Regions from separate parts of the Mus musculus genome. Here all the other regions are linked to region 4. A link is a contact called in public Hi-C, HiChIP or PLAC-seq and promoter capture Hi-C data. All regions are on one chromosome and are shown on one strand. Each heading gives the region's core, a stretch centred on a gene start, on an enhancer-like site or on the middle of the called end of the contact. The rest is flanking DNA. Distances are from core to core; before and after follow the strand shown.

Region 1 (2,814 bases), core at 110-2,609, 210 kb before region 4:
TCAGAACAAGGTAGCTGAACAAATACTGAAGACATGGTGATCATATGCATTGTAATTGGCTGTTTGGTATTGATAATGATGATTAGGCTGTATCTGAGCTCTGTGAGGGAGGCCTCCAACCTGCTAACAGTGACTGTCTGAGGAGCACCAGAGTTAAAATGACTGTATTATACAGTTGTTGCCCAGCTCTGAAGTTACATAAGCACCAACAATCTCATTACTTATTTATGTTAGGTGCATATAAGCAAAATGCATATGGACTTCTAGCACTATGTAGGTACAGGCAACCTTGCAACTCGAACAGCAGCTTAACAGGTAGAAAACAATGTAAATGCTGCACCATAAAATTCTAAACTCACACACTAGGTAATGTTCCCCAAACAGCATCATCCTCTGGTCAAATGACTTGGGCTCTTGATCTGAGCGGCTCCATAAACTCTCTGTGTTCTAACCTAACTAACTAATTTAATCACTCTCTGAAAAGAGGTAATGGGTTGGAAAAATGCTTACTTGAGTGTTCTAATGAAGTGTCCAAGACTTGGGATATTTGTGGTTCTGTGCCACAAAAACCTCAGCCTCATCTACAGAGATGCCCTTTCTTCCTACTTGTGTTAAATTTATGTTATCTAAAGAAAGTTTTCACTTAGAAACAGCAACCAAGAATACCCTGACCTGCATGGCCTACAGCTGATTCTCCATTTGTCAGCAAACACAGAAACCATGGCTGAGTCAACTATTCAAAGGATTTTCAAGGAGGAAGGAAATTCCTCTGGGCATACGTATGTTGGTTGGGCTTGGGTTAAAAAGAAAGAGATTTGGAGAATAAAGCAGATGTGTTTAGTATCCATTACAGAGTCACTTCCTATATTCTTTTGAACTAGTATCAGAGTTAGAACCACAATTATAAAAACCACTTGGACAACCTGAATGCCTGGGTTTCTGTTTGGCGTGTCTGTAATATTTACTGTAAGAGCTAACTGCATGTATAATTTGGCCACAGAGTCATCTAGGCATAAAAAGAAGAACAAAGAGACAGTAACAACGTTTACCAATAGGTAAAAAGCTTTTTTAAAAAAGGACAGACATGTAAGCCTCACCTAAGAAATGAACATTAGGATGGTATTTTAGTTAACTGTCTCTTGCTGTGATAAAACACAATGGCCACAAACAACTTGGGAAGGAAAGCTTTTATTTCAGCTTATAGGCCACATTGCAGTCCATCACTGAAGAAAGTCAGGGCAGAAACTTGAGGCAGGGACTGAAGCAAAGGGCATGTGAAGGGCAATTGCTCACTGGTTTGCTCCTCAGCTCTTGCATAGCCTACCTCCCTTACGCAACAGGACCATCTGTCCAGGAATGGTGCCATACAGTGTGGTGGTGCAGGCTTCTACATCAATCATTAATCAAGAAGGTAACTCAATAGACTTGCCTACAGGCCACATTTTTGGAGTTATCATCTCAGTTTAGATTCCCACTTTCCCAGATATGTCTGAGTTTCTGTCAAACTGACAAAACCCAATCACAAGAAATAGACTTTTAAGAAAATGGACTTTTAGTGTCTTACCATAAAAACCTGAAAACCTGGGTTTAATCCCCAAAGCACATGTACAAAGTTAGCTGTGGTAGTACATCTGCAATCGCCACCATCCTCTGGCAAGATAGAGGTAGACATGGAGAATTAGCTGGAAGCTTCTGTGTCAGCTAGTTTGGAGATTGCAACACAGTGAGAGAAACAAGAGAGCTCCTGCCTCAAAGCAAGGCAGAAGGGGAAAACTGATTTCTGGAACTTGTCCTCTGGCCTTCACTTCTACACTGTGGTCATGTGACCATAAATACCCCAGGGCTTGGACTCTTCTGCAAATTCTCAAGTAATCATTTTTCCAGCCCATTAACTCTTTTCAGAAAGTGACTAGGTCAAAAGGAAAAGAAATATTCTGGTAACAAAAATGGCTTCCAAACGTAAAAGGTAGTCCCTTTCATGGAGAACAGTCATTCCTAATGAAGTAGTAGCTGTAATCCATGGCCAGTTTTAATTTGTCAATTTGACACAACTTAGAATCACCTTCGAAGAAAAGCTTCAATGAGGGACTGTCCGTACTGGGTTGACCTAATGGCACGTCTGTGATGAACCCTCTTAGTTAACTGGTGTGAGAAGACCCAGACCACTGTGGGCAGCACCATTCCTTAGGCAGTGGGTGCTGAACTTTATGAGTGGAAAATGAAGATGAGTAAGCAAGCAGTATGTTTCCATTCCTTTCTCTCCACTCTTGACTGTGGATGTCAGGTGTCTAGCTGTTTGAGGTTCCTGGCTTGACTTCCCCATGGTGATGGGCAATAACCTAGAAATGTAAGCTGAAAAACTCTTTCCTCTAAGTTCCTTCCTTTTTGTCAGGGTATTTTATCACAGCAACAGAAATGAAACTAGAACGCTATATTTTATTTGTATGAGAGCTACACTGGTACAGATTAAGAATATTTATTGGCTCATTCTTTGTGAACAACATTGTCCAATCATCTCAGACTTATGTCACCTTGATGAATGTGAACATGTGTACTCCATCACCATTAGCTGGGGAATTGATATAGAAAACACTCACACAACTGGAAACTTGGTGAAGGACCCATTTATTAATCTATAAACAGGCAGTCTATCTGTCTATCCCCACAACATAATGGCCTCCACAGGCTAACTGTTCCTAAGAAAAGAAAAACAATTACTTCTATGGGTAATTTCTTCTTCTTTATTCATGACTGACATCAATTAAAAAAAATAGCTAAGCAGACAGAGCCAAAACTTAGGCCTGCACAGATTCA
Region 2 (3,062 bases), core at 513-3,012, 170 kb before region 4:
CATTTAACCTCAGGACTAGACAGCAGAGACCTTGCCCTGGCCTATTCCTTTAGGAATGCTCAAATGGTTACTGCAAAGTGACACGTTTCTAATTATTCTGTCAAGCATCAATCGCAGAAGTTCCTGGTCTCTGCATGCTCTGAGTGACAGGCAATCACTTCGCTACTTACAGCAGATGCTATGGCCCCGCCTGGACAGTCAGGGCTTACTAGTTCCCAAGGACAGGAAATGCAAGGCTAGAGGAACAGAAGACCTTGGGGGAGGGGGGAGGGAATCACAAGTGGATGTGCAGACTCTCCTCTGAAACAAGCACATCTATGTCTGGCATCTCTGAAATGGGAGTACCCTCAATGCCAAGGGACACACTTCTAAATTTTAACCATTGGGTCTTTATTCACTCAGCTAAAACCTGGTCCAAACAGCAGACACGAGAACTGTCTCAGAGCCTCTAGGCTCAAAGTAGGCGTGGTAAGGACTGAGAGAGGAGTCTGAAAACCTGCCCTAATCTAAGTGCAAACTTGTGTTCCCACTTTCTTAACATGCTGGGTTGCACATTCCCGTGTGTCCATGTGCATGCGTGCGCTGGCACATGTGCACTTGTGTGCACACTGAGGTGCCAAGGGTTAACACTCGGTCTCTTTCTTAGTTATACCATACATTGTTTTTGTGACAATGACCCTCAATGAACCTAGAGCTCACCAACTGCGAGGGTGGCTGGCTAGTGACCCCTATGATCTTTCTAACTCCAGCCCCCAAGAGCCCCTCAGAGATGCAGTTAAAGCTTTCATAACTGGCCTTTACATGGATGCAGGGGATGGGAACTCAGGTCCACAGGCATACATGGCCAGCACTTTACCAACTGAGCCATCTCCCCAGCAAGAGCTATGGGGAGACAGGGATCGGTAGGGAAGAATTTACTGGTAACTATATTTATGAACATTCTACTCATGTATTTACCTTTGTTACCTCTGAATGTTAAGAGATACTCTGCTTGAGTTCTCCCTCAGGTGTCAGTGTGCATACAGTTTCTGTAATAATATATAGGAAAAGAAACGAGACTGATAGGCCAGGCTTTCAGCTGGTTTGGCTGTAGTGGTATAGCTCTGTGAAGCTATCTGAATCTATGTGGCTACATCCACAGTGTGATGTTTTGAAGATCGGAGGGCTCTCAAAAGCCCAGGGATTTGTAGAAAACCCAAGGCCTCGAAAGCCTGTGGCCAGGGATGTCCAGACTAGGAAGAACTGATCACGTCAGTAAGCTATTTCCTCTGTTCCCTTCCCACAATGCAGACCCCACCCTCTCCTAAGATTTGGTCATTCTGGTGGTGTGGCAAGTCTTTGTGAGATTTCTCTTTCTCCCCACTCCTCTCTCTAAGAATAAAATCCCAAACTCCTAATTTGGTCGTTCACCCACCCTGAGGGGAGCCCAGCCTAAGCTTAGCCTCCTCAGCGTTCTTCTCTTGGCCTTCAGCTGCTGCACTTCCCTTTTTCTCTGCTCTGCTTGCTCGGTCCCTTTGTTCACTCATGTGTCACTACTTTACAGACCCCCTCTCTGCTCACCCCACTTGCAGTAACTCAAGACTTACTGTTGAGACTCCACCAAATAGTAGATTGCTTGCCAGCGGTAGCTGGGCTCAGACTGTAATTTCCAACTTAATGGAACCCGGTGAGATGCAGTCCTAGGAAACTTGGGGCCTCTTCTGGTTGTGTCTGGCTCACAGACTGACAGACCATCTTCCCACACCTTCCTGTCTGCCGGGTCAGAGCCAGCCTCTCCTAGTCCCTTGCCACTCCCCCTAATATTTGTTCACAAGATCCTGTCTGGGTCAGGTCTTGAGACTGTGACAAATACACTCATTCCTGCCCAATTTTTGGCTTCTTGACCTGAAGAAAATTATCCAGAGTGGCACCTGGCAGTATGTGCTGTACCCAGCTCTCTGGGTGGTTCTCCAGCATGATAGACTTTGACAAGTAGGCTCTAAGGTTGTGTTGCTAATTGTGGTGAGAGAAAGACCAAAGGCTGAGGCTTCTGTATATTGCATCTCCTGCCCAGCCTTTATGTTGCATCTCTGTCAAAACACTCTACCCTAAAAAACCAAACTTATGCTGGTTAGCTTTTTATAGGTACTTTAAATAAAAAATCAAAACCAAACAACCAGATTGTATGAAATGGGTGTTCATATACCAGGTAACTGAAAGGGCTTGCTGGAGAGTCGGCTTGGTTGCACTGACGGCCTCCATGTATCTAAAGGGCTTTTTTGCAGCTTTTAAGGAAGGAAAAAATAAACTTCTCAATTTATAGCTCTGTCTTGTGAGGGAAGCAAAATCTGATGTTCTGCCATTACTAACTCGGAAAGCAGCCACGCTTATCAAGATGGCATCTGACAGGATGGAGTGGGTCTGCCCTTGCCGCTATCGATTTCCATGTGGAAAAACTTAGACCCTGTTCAGCTCTTCTTTTCCTTTTAAAAGACACACTCTGGCTCCAGGGAGAAATGCTACAGTTTCGGAGGAGCCCAGTTATCAATGCCAACTAAATGTTTTCTTGAACCAAACACATCCATGATGCATATCTACCCTGTATTCACTCAAGATCATGAAAAAAAAAAAAAAAGAAGACATACAAAGAACTTCTTTCTGCAGAGGTCACATGTGAAGAAAGAGACGCACACACATATACATACAAATGAATGAAACCATCTTTTTCTTCTTTTCACAAGCAGGGGGTGAGCCTGTGCATGTGTGCATGTTCACATGTGCTCCCAGAGGTGGGAAGCAGAAGTCAAGATGTCAGGAATCTTCCTGCAGAATCCTCCTATTCTCTGAGACAGGGTCCCTCAATCAAAACGAAAGGTTGCCAATAGGGCTAGCCTGGGCAGTCAGTTTGTTCTAGAGCATCCCCTAGCCCAGGCTCTGCATTCTGAGGCTAGAACTAAAGGAACCTTACCTGCCTCGTGTTTATGTGGGTTTTGGGCATACAAGCGTGGGTCGTCTTGCTTGTATAGCAAGCATTTTAAGTGCTGAGCCATCTCCCAAGCCCAAAATAACACTTCAAAACAAAC
Region 3 (2,914 bases), core at 352-2,851, 230 kb before region 4:
AGATGTGCTGCTGGAGCACTCAGTGATCTCTACATCGCAACAGGGATGAGCCCTGTGGGGCAGCTTAGTGATATTTCCCACAGCCTGCTACACGTCCCTGTCAGCGCTGGGTTTGCTTCTCAGGGAATCTTGCAGTATCAGCTACATGTTACATGTGAGCTGACAGACTGGGTAAGGACAGCCACAGTCACAAACGATGATGCCTGAGGACAGAGGTTTGGACAGATCCTTCTCTGATCATTTTGAAGAGCTGAGGGTTCTCCAGAGGCCTTGGCAGTGACTCCATGTCCTGGCATTCCATTTGCCCTGGCTACTCTCCAGGGCAGGCTCTAAGCTGCAAACAATTCTCTTACCATGTGGTGAGCCAAGTGAAGAGAGTCCTCACACTCGAGTTATGTTGATGGGTGCAGTCGGGGAAACGGTGAAGGGAGCCTTCCCTCTACCTCCTGGCGGCATCTTCAGTGCCACACCAAAATACCTAATTGCTTTATAATTTCAGGATCTACTAAAGCGAATTTTAATTATACTTGCTGTTATACTTTAATTACAGTCTTAATTATTAAGCACATACTATCACACTTGGAAGAAGCAGGGTGTGAAGGGATTGTAACACTCAAAGAGCCCAGGAATAAACTGGACTGCACTGAGAAGTGAATCCAGAGAGAGCCGCCATGAGCAGACGGAGGTCAGAAGGAGGCTGGGGGGAGGCCAACCCAGGACACAGGTGAGGAGGACATCATGGGGAACAAGCCAGAGAAGGATGAGCATGTGAGGAGAGAAAGGCAGGGTGAGGAATTGGGGAGCTTGCCATGTGGCCTCCGCACTTGCCCTGTCCTTTGTCTCCCTCTCTTCCCCTGCATGGCTAGGCTTTGCCCGCATCCTGGCCTGGCCAGCAATTACTACCATTTGCTTCCTCCTTCTGGTTGAGGAAGCAGCTGGAGGGGAAAGAGAAGAGAGATTGCAAAGAAAAAGGAGCCAGTAAAAATCAGGTCATGGGGAGTGAGGATGCCCTGGGCAAATGCTTGTGAGTGTCTCCATCTTTGGGGGAATGGTGTTATTGGCGCGTTTGAGGCTTCTTTCTGACCTCCATGGCTGACATCTATTCCAAGCCCCCTTTCTGACTTTATTTCTAAGTAGAAACCATCACAGCCACTTTAAACTCTGACATGGAATTAAGTGTTCTAAAGAGTGTGTTTATGCCCTGCACACAATTAGGATGGGGACTGATCACTTTCCCACACTTAAATGGTGCTGCTGATATGCTTTAATATTTATTAAATGCTGCCATGCTTCTCAATGGGGCTGCAGGACAACATGCTAATAACCACCCATACACATAACCGATCAACCCGCACAGCTCAGCTGGCTGTCACTTCTCAACTCTGGCTTCTTGACCGCTGTCTGGCCATGTGGCTACCTACCCACTTCCAGGCCTTGAGAATGACAGCGTGTAGAGAAACAAAGGGGGCACTGGCTCAGCACAGACTCCTACTCGGCTGCTAGCAGACATGAGAAAAAGAAGCACATGAAGCAGGTAAAAACGTCTCTGCTTCCAAGTGGTCTATAGTGGCTTCCTGCCACTGGGTGGAGGAAGAGAGCTGTAAACAGAGATGCAGGGGTAATTTATCAATCCACCCTGTGCTTTCACCATGCAAGAGAGAGGACACTGGGCAGGGCTGACAGGGTTTGAGTGAAGAGATGCAGCCTCTGCCCTGCCCCAACTCAGGCTGGCCTTTACCCCAGGAGCAGAGGATAACACTGTCCAGTGCAGACGCCTCTCTTGAATTACTGCTTTTATAGGCATTCAGATGTGCGTATGTGTGTATGTATGTATGTACATATGCATGCATGTATGTTTTTATATAAATGTGTGTGTACACATGTATGTCTATGGAGGCCAGAGATCAACACTGAGCATATTCCTTGATCACTCTCTACCATATGTTTTCAGACAGGGTTTCTCACTGAACCTAGAGGTCAATTTACCAAATTGGCCAGACTGGCTGGCCAGAAACTGGCACCTGCTTACCTCCCTTCACTGTTACCTCCACAGCTCAGCCCAGCCCAGCTCAGCCCAGCCCAGCTCAGCCCAGCCCAGCCCAGCCCAGCTCAGCCCAGCTCAGCCCAGCCCAGCCCAGCCCAGCCCAGCCCAGCCCAGCCCAGCCCAGCCCAGCCTAGCCCAGCCCAGCCCAGGGGTTACAGGTGTGAACTCTGCTGCCCCTCCTGCTAACATGGGCTCTTGGGATCTGAACTCAGGTCCTCATGTTTGTGCAGCGGGCTCTATACTATAACTAAGTCAACTCCCTGGCCTGATCATTCAGGTTTTTGCTCCTTTTAAAAGAATACAACGCCACTATTAAGTACATATTGACTACATGTTACCAGATTTTAAAAGAGACTACGAAGATAATATTAAAAACAGTATAAGCTTGCTGTCTATGTATGATTACTGGTTCTTAAATATCATAAAACTCAATTCTCAAAGCAAATCTAAAAGCAACATCATTTTAGCCCAACTTCACAGATAAAGTACCCAAGGTACCAGGAACTTAGCAGCTGACCTAATGACTCCCAGAAAGTTGGAAGATAGAAAAAGAGTAGAGTTCAGATTTATCTGAAATCAAAACCACACGCTGGCCATGTACCATAGAGCACCATGCAAAAAAGAATGCTGGTAATTCTTTAAGCTAAGCCTTCACTTCATCTCACTGGGGGAAACTGAGGCTCAGGTACTAGGGAATCTACTTGGTCAAGCAATCAGTGAGCTATCACAGGCCTGATTCAGCCTCCTGTTCTAAATCAGGGCTGGCACACGCTGGCTTTTAAGCCCAATGCAGCCCACAGTCTCTTTGCATGCTACTTGTAAGCTAAGAATAGTTTTCATATTTTTAAATAGCTGGGCAAAAAATCAGAA
Region 4 (2,948 bases), core at 409-2,908:
GCTTTTTACATAGACGCTGGGAATCTGAATTCCAGGCTCTCCTGCTTGGGGAGAGAGTTACCACCTGAGCCATCTCTGAGTTCTACTGCCATCTAAGCCTGATGTTTCCAGAGTAATGAGTCACATACAAGTATGTAATCAATGAACATTGCCCAATGTAGGTAACAGGTCTCACCCAGTCTGCTTGTCAGGATGACAAGGTTTCCACGACTTGGATAGGGAAGATGACAACTTGGATAGGGAAGGTGACAACATACGCCAGCCAGCTAAACATTCTGTTTTAGGTTTCTCTGAACAATCATTTCTCACTCTTCATTTTTGACTGCCCTAGGCTCCATGTTTCTCATCAATTCAAACCTACTGCAACAGCACCCCAGCTCTTGTTTTTTTATATATAACACTTAAATAATGAACAGGACTCAGATCGCCTGGAGATCTCTCCTCACTCTATTATAGCAGGTATCTGTGATTTTAATTAGACAAACCGCCATCCCTCTCCTTTACCCACCATACTGTCAAGTGCCTGTTAAGGATATTACAGTAATAACTATTAGCGCCTCTTAAATTCCCATTAACAATAACAGAGAAATGGAATGTCAGGTAATGAAAAGAAGAAAAAAAAAACCTTCACAGATGTCATAATGATCCAAAGTTTAGAGAAACAAAAAAAAAATCATTAGTAAGTTATTTTCTTTTCGTTTTTCCTAGTGCCCTATGCATGCCTTGGTCAGAATGTAGTGATTTGCCTCTCATTGGACTGGAAAGTTTTTCTTGCGGGGGGGGGGGGGGGTTGGGGGGGGAGGCGGGGCGGGTAAACTAGAGAAAGTAGGAAGACTAGTAGTTGGATGACTTCTCCCAAGTGTCAATGCCAACTCACAATTTCCCTTCCAAAGCCTCGCTACTGCGACGCTTGCAATGGAAGAAGGTAAATTCAACAAGAGAGCAACGTGGAGGAAGGAGCTGCTGAGTCTAACACTAGTTAAGTCTCTAGGAGGCACGGACCAAGTGGGCAGGCAGGAGTTTTCACACAGGCCTTTCATACAAGACTCCACTTCTACTATCCTCCTGGACCCCTGCAGGTCCCCACAGACAAGCACAAGGGGGTCACAAGCGACACCCCGCGGGGTTGACTGGGGCAGGTGAGCTGCCTCGGGAGTCTGGGGAGCGAGCACGTGGCTGCCGAGCGAGCTCGGGCTTAGAGCCGCCCCCGGGCAGAGCCAGTAAGCGGCTGAGAAACCTCTGCGTTCCAACAGTGCGCCCAACTTTTGGGAACTCGCCCCCAGCGCGGGGTGCCAGTGCCCGGGCAAGGCTGATGGGAGCCATTAGAACGATCCGGGTCGTGGGGTGTGCACTCTGACCCCCGCGATCCCCGACACCTCGGACGCCGCACAGCCCGCCGCGCTGCGGGGAGCACCGGATCGCCAGGGGTCGCGCGGGGCGAAGAGGCCGCGGAGCATGGGGCACCACGGCGGGTGGCTCGCGTGGCCCGGGCCGCGCTCACCTGGGACCTGACCGCCAGGAGCGGCCGCAGCGCTCGCTCTCGCAGAAGCTTCCCAGCCTGCGCCGCGATGGCCACCGGGGACGCCATCTTAACCAGGAACCTGAAGAGAGGCGGCGAGGGGGAGGGAGGGGGCGGAGGAGGGAGCCCGCCCGGGCCCAGGCCTCGGGAGGGGGCGGGGCAGGAGAGGAGGGACGGAGCTAGAAAGGAGGGGCGGGGCGGGAGAAAGGGCGGGGAGGAAAGCGGGTGCAGTAGAGAGCTGGGGTGAGGGAATTGGGAAAAAGAAAGGAAGGAGGGGGCTGGGGGCGGTGGAAGACCCCCCCACCCACTCCTCACCTTGTTACCCCTACCCCCCACTACCTTCACCATCTCACCCCAAGGCCATGTGGCTTCCCAGAGCTTACTGCATCTTGCCTGGCTTTCAGGCAAAAGCAGATCTCAGCCCCAGGGGCACTGACTTAAAACTGGCCCTGGGAGTGACAGATTAGACCTTGACACTGCAGTGAGGGCTGCTAGGTCTGGCCCTAGGAACTGATACCACCTTCAGAGGACACACCTTGGAGAGAGTAATGTTCCAAGGGAAGGAATTAGGATCAATGCTACCCTTAGTTCCTGGGCCATGTGGGGGCACAAGCTTGGGTGTGGGTGTTGTGAGTGTACTGGGTTTTGGTTGGGTAGTAGTGGTTTGTTGTTTTGGTTTTGGTTTTTGAGATAGGGTTTTTGTCTATCTTCCATTGGCCAGAAATTCATCTCGAACTCCTGACCCTGCCTCTACTTCCAAAATACTGTGATTATAAACAGGCACCACCCTGTCTCTTTGCGAAAGTGATGGAGGGTTTTGGGCCTACCTTAGTGACATCTGTTTTCTTGCTACTTAACCTTAAATTAATAAAAAGCTATTGCTGGATTTTCTACTCTACAAGGAGAAAAGTGTTTGTGTACAGTATCCAGGCTGCTATGCACTTACATAAAATACAAATCACAGTAACAACTAGTATGTACCAGACATTGAACAATTAGGAACACATTTAAGCTTCATGGCGACATTTTAGGTAGATGGCATTTCTATACTCATTCTGCAGAAGAGAAAACTGAGGCATACAACAGATAAGAAACATAACAGGGGCTAGATAATGAGATATGAGATTCAAACTCATGTTTCACCCCCTCAGCACTACTTGGGGATATTTTTTAATTGGGTGTTGGGTTTGTTTTTGTTTTTTTATGATCACAAGACAGACAAGGGACACTATAGCAACAGTCCCCTCACAAGAGTGTCCTCTGTCGGCTTCCTTTAAACTTCCATTTGATGTAAATTCACATTGACAGAGAAGCTGTAGGAACATTACTCCAAGAGACCCCAACAGTCTTTATGCCGCTTCACCGAGGATTTACATTTGGCCCACATCTGTCCTTGATAAGCCTTTTCCTCCTCAAAACCTTACCCACA

The links. Promoter capture Hi-C pulls out the DNA fragments that hold promoters and counts their contacts. Hi-C and Micro-C count contacts between places; a contact is called where the count stands out from the background. HiChIP or PLAC-seq counts read pairs in DNA pulled down with a chosen protein or histone mark.
Region 1: a contact with region 4 is called in a promoter capture Hi-C map of liver, with 2.8 times the contacts expected there. The contact joins the enhancer-like site here to the promoter of Suclg2 in region 4. A contact is called at or near these places in 5 of 39 promoter capture datasets (3T3-L1-derived adipocytes, the HPC-7 cell line, hippocampal neurons and 2 more), 5 of 484 Hi-C or Micro-C datasets (MC3T3-E1-derived osteoblasts, cerebral cortex and liver), 5 of 115 datasets of contacts at active chromatin or transcription factors (bone marrow-derived macrophages, embryonic forebrain, embryonic stem cells and 1 more) and 3 of 9 other capture datasets (adipose tissue, embryonic stem cells and pancreatic islet).
Region 2: a contact with region 4 is called in a Hi-C map of the HPC-7 cell line, with 1.7 times the contacts expected there. The contact joins the enhancer-like site here to the promoter of Suclg2 in region 4. A contact is called at or near these places in 4 of 39 promoter capture datasets (3T3-L1-derived adipocytes, the C10 cell line, the HPC-7 cell line and 1 more), 2 of 484 Hi-C or Micro-C datasets (the HPC-7 cell line and nephron progenitors), 4 of 115 datasets of contacts at active chromatin or transcription factors (fetal liver, forebrain, microglia and 1 more) and 4 of 9 other capture datasets (adipose tissue, embryonic stem cells, liver and 1 more).
Region 3: a contact with region 4 is called in an H3K27ac HiChIP or PLAC-seq map of microglia, with 5 times the contacts expected there. The contact joins the enhancer-like site here to the promoter of Suclg2 in region 4. A contact is called at or near these places in 6 of 39 promoter capture datasets (the 3T3-L1 cell line, 3T3-L1-derived adipocytes, the C10 cell line and 2 more), 10 of 484 Hi-C or Micro-C datasets (B cells, the G1E-ER4 cell line, the N1E-115 cell line and 6 more), 5 of 115 datasets of contacts at active chromatin or transcription factors (Th17 cells, differentiating embryonic stem cells, embryonic stem cells and 2 more) and 2 of 9 other capture datasets (embryonic stem cells and liver).

What each region holds. Positions count from the first base shown.
Region 1 is chr6:95,510,577-95,513,390 of GRCm38.p6, forward strand. All of the region lies in intron 9 of Suclg2 (succinate-Coenzyme A ligase, GDP-forming, beta subunit), which reads right to left. Among named protein-coding and RNA genes, the nearest start is that of AY512915, 180 kb to the left of the region's middle. Within about 2 kb of position 1,360, at least 6 of the 459 cell types and tissues checked have an H3K27ac peak or open chromatin away from gene starts, as enhancers often do. A contact at or near this core is called in hepatocytes and liver, where this site is marked.
Region 2 is chr6:95,551,004-95,554,065 of GRCm38.p6, forward strand. All of the region lies in intron 9 of Suclg2 (succinate-Coenzyme A ligase, GDP-forming, beta subunit), which reads right to left. Among named protein-coding and RNA genes, the nearest start is that of Suclg2, 170 kb to the right of the region's middle. Within about 2 kb of position 1,763, at least 39 of the 459 cell types and tissues checked have an H3K27ac peak or open chromatin away from gene starts, as enhancers often do. A contact at or near this core is called in the HPC-7 cell line, microglia and regulatory T cells, where this site is marked.
Region 3 is chr6:95,483,005-95,485,918 of GRCm38.p6, forward strand. The region is part of intron 10 of Suclg2 (succinate-Coenzyme A ligase, GDP-forming, beta subunit); the gene reads right to left. Among named protein-coding and RNA genes, the nearest start is that of AY512915, 150 kb to the left of the region's middle. Within about 2 kb of position 1,602, at least 34 of the 459 cell types and tissues checked have an H3K27ac peak or open chromatin away from gene starts, as enhancers often do. A contact at or near this core is called in the N1E-115 cell line, cerebral cortex and microglia, where this site is marked.
Region 4 is chr6:95,717,188-95,720,135 of GRCm38.p6, forward strand. It overlaps Suclg2 (succinate-Coenzyme A ligase, GDP-forming, beta subunit), which reads right to left and starts at 1,659. Exons shown (of 11, transcript NM_011507.3): 1 at 1,502-1,659. The coding sequence starts at 1,588.